Linked DNA regions of Muntiacus reevesi: region 1 is linked to region 2. Evidence: chromatin contacts called from public Hi-C data. All regions are on one chromosome and are shown on one strand. The core of a region is the stretch at or near the end of the contact, and the rest is flanking DNA. Distances in the headings are between cores, read along the strand shown. Region 1 holds the start of PPCDC (phosphopantothenoylcysteine decarboxylase). Region 2 holds the start of C15H15orf39 (chromosome 15 C15orf39 homolog).

The links. Hi-C and Micro-C count contacts between places; a contact is called where the count stands out from the background.
Region 1: a contact with region 2 is called in a Hi-C map of blood, with 5 times the contacts expected there. The contact joins the promoter of PPCDC here to the promoter of C15H15orf39 in region 2. A contact is called at or near these places in 2 of 3 Hi-C or Micro-C datasets (blood and muscle).

Annotation. Positions count from the first base shown.
Region 1 is chr15:31,642,174-31,647,634 of mMunRee1.1, reverse strand. It overlaps PPCDC (phosphopantothenoylcysteine decarboxylase), which reads left to right and starts at 3,890. Exons shown (of 6, transcript XM_065906030.1): 1 at 3,890-4,798. SCAMP5 (secretory carrier membrane protein 5) reads left to right here. Exons shown (of 7, transcript XM_065906179.1): 7 at 1-2,444.
Region 2 is chr15:31,504,077-31,510,004 of mMunRee1.1, reverse strand. C15H15orf39 (chromosome 15 C15orf39 homolog) reads left to right here and starts at 4,526. Exons shown (of 3, transcript XM_065906732.1): 1 at 4,526-4,681.

The sequences.
Region 1 (5,461 bases), core at 2,641-5,140, 140 kb before region 2:
TGTGAATAGTGTGCAGTGGAGGTCTCTTGTTGTGGTGCTAGATGTACGTTTAGAACTAAACCAGCCCCCCACCCTCCATCAGGCTGCTCCGTCTGACCTCGGCCCTGAGACCCCTCATGGGGCAAGGGGAGGCATAGCAGAGAGCCTGGCCCCCTCCCAAGGTTATGAGCTGAAACTTTTTCCAGTTTTGGTCTTCCTGGGAAGCAGCAGTATTTAGCACTAGTCGGGTTGTTGGTGGGGAGGGTGGAGACCTGCAGGGAATCTCCCCTTGCTCCTTTGGCTCTGGGTCTCTGCCCTCCCCTCCCACCTCCCACAACCTCCTCCTCCATTTCTCTCTTCCTGCTTCCTGTGGTCTCTTCGCCTGCCCAGGACTCCTCTTTTCCTCATGTGGCATTTCTTCATCTTCCTCCAGGCTGAGGGTCCTACTTGTATCTGCTCCTGAGACTGAAGCCCATTCTCAGATCCAGGAAGCAGACAGAGGACAGGGGAGCTGAGCTGGAGCCCTGATGTGGGAGGGCACACAGCCAGAGATGTGAGCCCTCCTGGGCACCTGACCCGCAGGGGATGGACATGCAAGGCCGGGTCCTCTCTTCCCTGCCTTGCCTTCTCCTCCTTTACTTCCCGGAGCCCCCTCGAGCCCCTCTGCCTGTGTCCCTCCCCACACTCGCAGCTGCTGTGGCCTGATTCTCCTGCCCTACCCCTACTGTGTGCTAGGTGATGTCTGCCATCCACAGGGGCAGATTGCACTGCCTTCCCTGAAGAGCTGGGTGGTGTCTGGGCAGTTTTCAGGTGTAAAGGTGCAGCTGTGTGCTTGCTAAGTCATTTCAGTCATGTCCGACTCTTTGTGACCTCTTGCGACCAGGCTCTGTCCATGGGATTCTCCAGACAAGAATACTGGAGTGGGTAACCATTTCCTACTCCCGGGGATCTTCCTGACTCAGGTTTCCTGCACTGGCAGGCAGGTTCTTTACCACTAGCGCCACCTGGGAAGCCCAAAGGTGCAGCGGGAGCAAAGGATCTGTGAATAATTACTGGTCTCCGAGTGATGCCTGGTTGGCCCAAGCCCGCTGGGCAGGTGCTGGGTGTCTCTGAATGACCACTGGATTCCTGGGAGCAATAGCTGTTCTGTTTGGGTCTGAAGGCATAGGCTCAGAGGACTGGTCCTGGAGGGGTGAGTCTTCTCCTTAGAGGAGAAGGTAGGCAGGACCAACTGAGAGGGGATCATGCATCCGCCCTGCCCCCACCCCCCCAGCTTGCTCTGGGGCATAGGGCAGTTCTGGGCACTTGAACTCAAGGCCTAGGAAGAAGCACAGGCCCAGCCCTGTGTGCAAGCACAATAGCTGGAATGTGATTTCAGGTCAGGTGTGGTGGGAGGGGAGGTCCTCTGGCTCCTGTTTTTTATCACATCGAGATTACTTGCTGCCCTCTGTCTTAGCCCTTCCTCACCCCCATTAGAACCCCCTTTTCTTTCCAGGACAGTGATAGAGGACTGTGGGCCTCTTGTGTCCCAGGCATTGTGAGAATGTTGTTGGTAGAGGTCCTGGCTCTCTTGGAGGCCTGAAGAGGAGTGGGTTCTTACCCATGGAGCAGCTGCCCATTTTTCACTCGTCGCCCCTACCTCCCCCCTGGGCGATTTGGCTTGAGAAACCAAACTCCACCTGGCCACTCTGGGTGGCTCCAGCTTAGAACCCAGCATCTGGATTTCCAAGCACCATCTGAGCTTTGAGATCCAGGTACTTCATTTTCCTACAAGGGGAACCAGGGCCTCTGGGAAGTTATCTTCCTAATGGCCCCTTAGGCTTGGGCCAGAGTGTGATTGACTCTCTCCTCTACCACTTTCTCTTTGGAAAGCAGTTGTCACAGGCCCTAGTACCCAAAAAGAGACCCTAGGTCTAGGCTCTTCCTTTTCCTCTCTCCCCGCCCAGACCTCTGGCTCCCTTTCTCTTCCTCTCTTTGGTAACTCCAGGAGGCCTGTGGTCTAGCTGCCAGCACAGCATCCTTGACCTGTTGGATGCTCCCTCCCTTCAGCTTCCTGTCCTACCCGCCTTTGCTCTTTCCTGGCTCAGATCTGTATGGCCATGCCCTGGCTCTGCCCTTTGGAAGACCTGCTATACCTGCGTGTGGCCCAGCTTGTCGAGGCCCTGGGATGCTGCATCTCCAGGCATCTATGCACTTTCCTGGGGAGGGAACTGAATGAGCAGTGGGGGCTGGGCACAGGTTCATCTCTGCTGGATGGTCTGGCTTGAGGGTGGGGTGCAGGAAGGCTGAGGTCAGTTCTAAGGTCAGGTCTTTGGCCAGTAACCTGCTTTTGCATTCTGCTGGTGCCCACTGCCCCTCCTTGTTTCTGGGAAACACAGACCATTCTCCAACTGGCAGTTGACCTGCCTGAGCCAATGTGTCTGTCTGTGGTAACTGAGTGAACCATAATAAAGGGGAACATTTGACCCTCTGTGTCCTGCTGTGTCATGAGTCTTCATGAGGGCCTGTGTGGAGCCTCACCATGGGCTGTGGGGCATGGAAGTAGGGTGGGTCCAGTGGGCCTGTCGCCTGTCATTCCCAGAGGTCAAAAGTCACACACTTCTGTGTGGTTCTTTCTCTGAGGCAGCCTTGAAATTGCTACAGAGGCCTTCTGCCTGTTAGGAGGAGTTCTGAGTTTCCTGAGGAAGAGCTGAATTCACCTGCTGCAGTTAAAGATCCCCCATGCTGCAACTAAAAGACTTCGCATGCAGCATCTAAGACCTGCCACAGTCAAAAAAAAAATTTTTTTTTAATTAAAATAAAAAACATAGAAGATAGGCTCAGTAAAAGTATTATTAAGTACTGCAGTGATAAGCAGTGTGGGTGGGGCTGGGGGGATGAGGAGGTCAGACAACTGGCAAGTCCAGATGAACACAGGAAATACCAGGAACTTGGGAACCGGTGCTCTCGGTGGGATTCCCCTAGTGGACTACAGTTCTCGGAAGGCTGAGAAGTTGACTACAACTCCCAGAAGGCTACGCGGTCGCGGAGGCAGCCTCCGACAGCCGTAAAGTTGCGTGCCAGTCGGAATCAGCGGGAGGGGCGACCGAGATAACGCGATATTTGGGGGCTGCCCCGAGACGCCCCTGGCGCGGGTGAGGAGGCTGGGGGAACCGTGGAGGCTGGTTTCCCGTGGTGGGACAAGCGGGAGGTTGGGGAAGCGTCGTTGGCGACTTTGACTTCTTTGTGTGACCTCACTTTCCGTGTTTGTGGCTGCGTGTGTCCACGAGTGTCCTCCCTCTCGTATTAGTGCCCGAGAAACTTTGTTCGCATCTGCGGGTCTGCAGGTGTGTGTGTGTGTGTGTGTGTGTGTGTGTGTGTGTGTGTGTGTGTGTGTGTGTGTGTGTGTGTGTGTGTGTGTGTGTGTGTGTGTGTGTGTGTGTCTGCAGCTGTGTGTGTGTGTGTGTGTGTGTGTGTGTGTGTGTGTGTGTGTGTCCGGTGTGTGTGTGTGTGCGGGTCTGCAGGTGTGTGTGTGTGTGTGTGTGTGTGTGTGTGTGTGTGTGTGTGTGTCCGGTGTGTGTGTGTGTGCGGGTCTGCAGCTGTGTGTGTGTGTGTGTGTGTGTGTGTGTGTGTCCGGTGTGTGTGTGTGTGCGGGTCTGCAGCTGTGTGTGTGTGTGTGTGTGTGTGTGTGTGTGTGTCCGGTGTGTGTGTGTGTGCGGGTCTGCAGCTGTGTGTGTGTGTGTGTGTGTGTGTGTGTGTGTGTGTGTGTGTGTGTCCGGTGTGTGTGTGTGTGCGGGTCTGCAGCTGTGTGTGTGTGTGTGTGTGTGTGTGTGTGTGTGTGTGTGTGTGTGTCCGGTGTGTGTGTGTGTGCGGGTCTGCAGCTGTGTGTGTGTGTGTGTCCGGTGTGTGTGTGTGTCCGGTGTGTGTGTGTGTGTCTCCGCTGCTGATCTCCGGGTTCTGTGTGTGTGTGTGTGTAGCGTTGTGTGTGTAGGGGCTGTGGAGTCTGTGGGTCCGGAGCGCTATGGACCTGTTCCCAGCTCCATCCTGAAGTAGGGCATTTATTTTTTTAAATTAATTTATTTTTAATTGAAGGATAATTTCTTTCCGATATTGTGTTGGTTTCTGCCAAACAGCAGCATGAATCAGCCATAGGTATACTATGAAGTGGTGCATTTCTGTATGTACCCTCCCATCCCTGCTTTATGCTCTTCTGCAGTTGCCTAGGGCCCTTTAATCTAGTTTAAAAGGTAGCCCTATCGGTTACCCATGTTTAACCTCTTGCCTTAAAGAAACAAAAACCATAACCCCCCGAGCCTACTTTCAAAAAGGAAAGGGGATGGCTCAAAGTACAAACCATTTTACAAGTTGATAACAATAGAAAAAGGAAAGCCCTGTGATATTGTAGTTATCCCCTGGCTCCACCTAAAAGTGTTGAATGACATTAAAAAGTGAGAGTGAAGCCAAATTTTGTCAGAGAAAAACTTCAGTGCTGCACTTCGAAGTATTGGAGACCAGTGCCAGGTAATAGGCAGGAGAGATTCCCAAGTTGGGGAAGTGATGGGTACCTTGGAGCAGAAGTTGTCATCATCTCTTCTAGTGGCTGAGAGGTAGCAGTTCCGAGTCACTTCCTTGTTAGTAGCCCCCACGTGTGAATGTAATATTAATGTGTGAGTGCTAAGCCGCTTCAGTCCTGTTGGACTCTGTGACCCTATGGACCAGGCTTCTCTGCCCATGGGATTCTCCAGGCAAGAATACTGGAGTGGGTTGCCATGCCCTCCTCCAGGGGATCTTCCCCACCCAGGGATTGAACCTGCATCTCTCACATCTCCTGCATTGGCAGGTGGGTTCTTTACCACTAGTACCACCTGGGAAGCCTGAATGTAATGTGTCCCCAACTTGTGGCCTTGAGGAACGGTGCCCAACAGGATTCCAGGAGCTGCAGAGTCAAGCCTGCCTGCTTCTGGTTTGAGAGAAGAGCAAGTCTTAGCAGAATGTCAAGACCTTGAGTTCTCCCTGAAGACTTCCTTGCCTTTCCTTGAAGGAAGGGATTTAAAGTGTTCCTGTGGCTATGCCACTCCTTTTAATAACTAGGTTTGGGGGAAGAGTGCCACTACCGGGAGCTGCTGGTGTTTCATTATTACTGGGACAGAGTTTTATTGACTGGTGGGAGATAAGGGCAGAGCAGAATCTTGGGGCCACGGGTGAGGAACTTTGACGTCAGGCCAAAGGGTCCTGGATTCCTTGCCCACCCACCCAAATTCGATTCTTTTTTCTGAGCCCCAGCTCCTGTTTGTGGCTGGGCTGGCCTGAAACCCTGATCTGGATTTTTTTTTTAAATCCCTGGTTCTGCCCTGGCTCCTCACTTGCCCATATTGTGATTGGCAAGCGTTCTGGAAACTCTCACTTAACTCTGCCCTAATTAAACTCATCAGAAAAGGAGACTTACACATCACAAGTCTACCACAAGTTGAGGCTCTTTGCTCTGTCTGGCCTTGTCTTTCTC
Region 2 (5,928 bases), core at 3,277-5,776:
AGGAGAGGAAGGACAGTCCAGCCATCCTGGCTGTCAATTAATCAGAGGGCTCCCCCCACCCCCCCACCCCCCACCTCAGTACATGGTCTTCAGAGTGGCCTAGTGAAAGGCCTTCCCTTTTTCTTGATCTTTGGGATCCCCCTCTGAGAGACTCTGGTTTCCTCTGGAGAGGCGTTTAGGCTCCTCCAGAGTTTGGGGGGACTCCCCACTCCCTGCTTACCCAGGCAGAATAACAAGTTCTGCCCTCCTCCCCCAACCCGGCCCCCCATGCAGAAGGAAACTCTGGTTTACCAGCAGAGTTTTGGGAAGTGGCTCACCACACACTGATCAGATCCTATGAATCTGCCCCACCCCAGGTCCTATCCAGTCCTGACCCCCTGAGATGCCTGGCACCCAGGCCAGCAGCCACTGGGACAGGGCCCTCCTCAGACTGTGCACTTGGGTGGCAGAGGCTTCCTGACCACCAGCTGTTCCCAAGCCTTCTCTCAGAAGGGTTCAGGGTCACACAGTCTGGGGTGGGCAGGGAAAGTCCCAGCTCCTCCATTTTTTTCTCTCTGTGGGCAAGCCACTTCCCCCTCCCCATCCAGAGCTACCACTGGTTGAGAATTTATTATAAAAAACCAGCTGTGAACTCCTTGGATCGGCAGGCACTCTGTGACATGTTCTAATCATGACCATTTGACTGATGAGCAAACTCAGAGGTTAAGGGGCCTGCCTAAGGTGACACAGGCCAGCAGGTCACACCTCAGTTTGTTTGTTTTTCACACTCCTGCCTCATATGCTTGTTGTAAGATTTAAACGAGATCACATCTATCATGTGATGTACAGCACAGGGCCACATTCTAGGAGTGTGAACTTCTTGCCTTCTTGCCTTGCTCACCCACTGTTGCAGTGGAATGCTGATTCTGACTCCACTCCAATGAATGCTGATTCATTGACTTGCCTTTCATTGCTTTTGTTATTATAATCATACATAGTGGCCTGCCTCAGAGAACCCTGCCCCTTGGCCTGATCAATAAACCAAAGTGCCTCTATTCAGGACCCTATACACCTGTGGATGGCAGGAAGGAAGAAATGAATACATTCCTTTTCTGAAGCTTGCCATTCTAAGAGATATTTACACGATTAACAGCCTTTGTTTCCTCACCTTCCCCATCTCTGATCTATAAAAGAACCTGGCATCCAGACCCCAATACGATGGTTATTTTGAGACATTAGTCCACCATCATTTCCATCAGCCAGTTTTCCAAATAGTCATATTCCTTGCCTCAGCACCTCATCTCCAATTCATTGGCCTGTCTTTCAGGGAGCAGAGCAAGCTTGGACTCAGTAACACCACCAGCATGGAGCTAGCTGTTCCTCTGCTGGGTGGAAGGAGGGGAAGCATGAGGAAGTGTAGAGGACAGAGCACTTTAATAGCAATCTGGGGGTCTCCCTGAAGGAGGCAATGTCTATAGCAGGTCTGAAAGGATTGGGGAGCATGTTGCTGTGTGTCTTAGAGAAAGACACAACATTGCTCTGTCTCTCTGCTTATAGATGGAGCTCCTGTGAGGAAGGAAGGAGATTTGTAAGTAGCAGGTGTGGCCTCATTATAGTGAGTGACATTGTTATTAATAACCATGTGTAGGTAACAAGCTGAGGTTCAGGAAGCTGACCTTGCCTTCCCAGGGAGCCAGGAGGAATAATCAGTGTCTAGGGTGGGGTGGTGCTTTTGAACTGTGGTGTTGGAGAAGACTCTTGAGAGTCCCTTGGACTACTAGGAGATCCAACCTGTCCATCCTAAAGGAGATCAGTCCTGGGTGTTCATTGGAAGGACTGATGCTGAAGCTGAAACTCCAGTACTTTGGCCACCTCATGCAAAGAGCTGACTCATTGGAAAAGACCCTGATGCTGGGAGGGATTGGGGACAAGAGGAGAAGGGGACAACAGAAGATGAGATGGTTGGATGGCATCACTGACTCGATGGACATGAGTTTGAGTAAACTCCAGGAATTGGTGATGGACAGGGAGGCCTGGCGTGCTGTGATTCATGGGGTCACAAAGAGTCGGACACGACTGAGCAACTGAATTGAACTGACTGACTGAACTGAGGGTGAGGTGGAGGAGGAGAATCTGCCTTCGGAGTCTACACAGCCCCAGGGTGTGTGTGTGTTGTGGGTAGGGTGGGGAGGAATGTCCTCCCTTCCAGGCTTTTATATTCTACTGTGCCTCCAGCCAGGAACCCCACATAAGGGCAGTATTCTCCTCTCTGCTTTGGCTCACACTGTTCCAACGGCAATACCATTTCTCCTCTCCAAGACCACAGGCTAAGAATCACACAGGGCAGTGGAAGGAAGGGGGGTTCCCAAGGCAGCCACCTTGTACTGGTTACTTTCTTTCATCCAACAAAGGCTTGATAGGCATCTCTCTCCACAGGCTCTGCACATGACCCTTAGGGTAGAGAAGAAGAGGGCAAGGTCATGCCTTCAGGAGCTCATGGTCAGCTGACACCCTACAAACATTTTAGGGTTTATCAGCAACTTCCCACACTAATTTTGTATAACACTCTGGTCTGTGAGGCAGGTTTCATGGTTCCCATTTTGCAGATAAGGAAACTGAGGTTCAGAAAGTTACAAAGGTAACATCTAAGTGATGCTGAAAAGGAATGGACAAGATAATTAAGTTAATTAAGTGAAGACACTTTGTGAAGTGTCTCTGGATTAAGACAAGCCTCAGTGGGGCTGGGACTGTAGAATCTTAACTGACCCTGTTGGGTCTCATCAGCCTTATCCTGGCCTGGGTGGGCCTTGCTCATGCTCAGAGAGATTGGAGAGAACACCTTGCCAGCTGAGCAGACAACTTGACAGTCCTGAGACTAGACCCTGAATGCTGAGAACACTGCCCTCCACCCAACCCCTAATTACAGGGCAGAGACGGGGAAGTGGGTGTCTTAGAGGGGAGGGCAGAGTTGGTGAGGCGCAAGAGTGGGGAAGTACAGCCTGTGAGCTGAGACTTGGCCATGACCCCTGGTTGTCAACACACAAATGCACTTTCCTGATCCCAACCTGCTGTGTGAGTTTGGGAAAGTCCCAACCTTCTCTGAGTCCCTGCTTCCCAGCTCTCTCCAAACTCAATTCCTAAGGATCCTCCAGCTCCTAACTGAGTGGCACCCTTTCTGCTGCCCCCGGGTGGCCTTTACTTCCTCTTCCTCCCTGTTGTGCCCAGTCCCTGCTGCCCAGCTCCAGTGGTTCAAGCGTCATCCTTACTCTTGGAACCTGCAGTCCTAGGCCTGCTCTGCCCTCTGACTCAGGCAGGCCTGAACTTTGGGATCTAAGCAGGTGACCTGGGTGGTTTTGCCCCATGATCGTGCTTTGACCTTTGGCATGTCCACCTGGTCCCTCCCTCCTCCATGGCACACACCTGTCCCCAGTCCTAGGGCAGCCCAGGAAATGCAAGGGACCAGGTTTTTCAGAGAAGGCAGCAGGTGCTCGCTTCGGCAGCACACATACTAAAATCAGAGAAGGCATTAGCACTGCACCAAGGGGCTTCTCATCTAACATGAGATGGCCCAGAGAGGCAGCCCTTCCACCCCTCCAGCTCCTCTCTAGGTAACAGCCCAGTCCTGGCTGGGAAAGGTCCACCCCATCTGACCTTCCAGGCCATACATGCACAGACCTGTTTTACTGAAGGAAATTTGTTCTAAAGGACAAGTGGACTCACTGAAGCCACTTAGTGAACCTCCCAGCATCCCTTATACCTAGTTCACTTTGCATGTGTTCGTTTCCCAAGTTGTGTCCGACTCTTTACAACCCTATGGGCTACAGCCCGTCAGGCTACTCTGTCCATGGGATTCTCCAAGCCAGAATACTGGAGTGGGTTGCCAGTTCCTTCTCCAGGGGATCTTCCTGACCCAGGGATCAAACCCAGGTCTTCACATTACAGGCAAATTCTTTATCATCTGAGCCACCAGGGAAGCCCTGGTTCTCTTTAGGGATGGGGAAATCACCCCTTCCTCAGAAGGTATGGGGCCTAACTGTAACTGAGATAGGTTTGTAGGAATTTGCCCTCACCAGCTGCAACCGAGAATGAGGGAACAGACCAAGGAGCCCTTCTCCAGCCTCCTAACGCAACTGTACTAGCCAAGAGAGTCACATATTTAATATCAACACTTCTAAGCCTTACGACACCACCATTATGATATAATTTAATCCCAGTTTTACCGAAATGAGGAAACTAAAGCTCAGGAGGTCAAGTGGCGGGCACAAGTTCACAGAGCTAAAGAGTGGCAATGAATGAAGGGTCTAACGGAGGCGTGTGATGGGCGCGCCGGGCGATGGCTTCGCGGAGAGCGGCGGGTACAGAGTGTGCAGAGCGCCGGGGGCCCGGTCCCCGGAGGGCTGGCAGAGCCAGGCCCTCTGCACCCCGGGGCTCAGCGGAGCACAAGCTCCCAGAGGCGCGGCCCGGCTCTGCCCCTGCTGCGCGGGCCGCCCCGCCTCCGCTCCGCCCCCAGCCCGCCCCGCCCGGGACCGCAGACGGCGCCCGGCGGCGGCGCGAACAGCAGCGAGGAGGGTGGCTCCCGGCTCGGTGCTCACCGCGACTTCCCGCGCAGGGCCCGGCCGGACCAGGACGCGCGTCCTCAGCGGCGCTGGAGGATGCGGCCGCGGTGCCGGGCAGCAGCAGCGGGAAGCCGGGTGCCCTGAAGGTAGGAGCTCGCCCACTCGGCGGGCGCGGAAACTTGGGCCGAGTTTGCGGGCGGCGCGTGGGGAAGGGGCGGGTGGCGCTGCCCCAGGGCGCCCCTACCGGCCGGTCCCGGGATGGAGCGAGCTGGGCCTGGGCCGAGGTGGCGTGGCTCCTACTTGCCGCGGAGGGGGGCCCCCGGCGGGCGGGCTGCGGGCAGGGGTCGCGCCGCTGCCCCGACTTTCCCTGGATTTCGAGGCGCCGGGGGCCTGGTAGCGCTCTGGAGGCCGGGTGACGGATCCGGCGCGGGGCTGGAGAAGAGGAGCTAAGGCCGAGCCCTCGGGCCTCCCGCGGGGCCCGGCTCACGTGGACGGCCCGGGCGGAGATGAGGGGGCGGCGGGGGCCTGGCCTGGGGGGCGCCTGGCACTGAGACGCCTTGGGGCCCTGGACGCGCCCTGCTGGGACGGGACGGCCCTGCGGTTTCCTCGCTAAGTCTTGACTCACCCTCTGGCCGCAGCCCAGGCTGGCGGGATCGCCCCGAGGCGGTGGCTGCCCGAACTCTGCTGCCGGGCCGCCCCCTGCCCCGGCCCTCCCGCCAGTTTTTAGATGTCGGTTCGTGGGACCCGGTGCGCCGGCCTGCCTGCGTGCACACGTGTGCGGGGCCCCGAGCGAGGGGAGAATACAGTTCTGGAGGGGCGTGTGTGCAGATACGGGCCAGGCACGTACTTGCAGGCACGGGTTTGCATGGGTGGCGGCCTGTGTATCGGCCTGCTGGGGTGCACGTGCGCCCCAGCGCTGCCGGGCAGGGCATGGGGACACCCGGAAGCCGCGGGGCCGGGTGCAGCGGCAGCCCCAAAGCCAGGTCGGTTGAGGGCCGCAAGCACGAGTTCAGGGCGAGGCAGGTAGAGGACAGGGGGGTGGAGCGGTTCCCGCCACCCTTCCCCCACCGCTAGCGCCTAGGCTGCCCCTAGATGCGGTTGTAGCGTAGGCAGGGCCCAAAACCTCAGCCGGGGGAGGTGTGAGAACACGGGAAGGAGAGCCGATTCAGCCTTTCAGAGGCGCTGGCCACAGCTGGGCAGGATCGCTCTCTTCCTGGTCTTGCCCAATGTCTACCCGGAGACCCCTTAGGCGTTGGAACTGGGCCAGGGAGCTGTTTCCGCCCCCTGCTGTTTAGGGCAGGGATGGCACGGCGGCGGTGGGCTCCTCTCCCGGGCGCTGCTTGAGAATGGTCCTCCCAGCCCAGCTCCAACCTCAGTCAGGAAGACGCTGGGT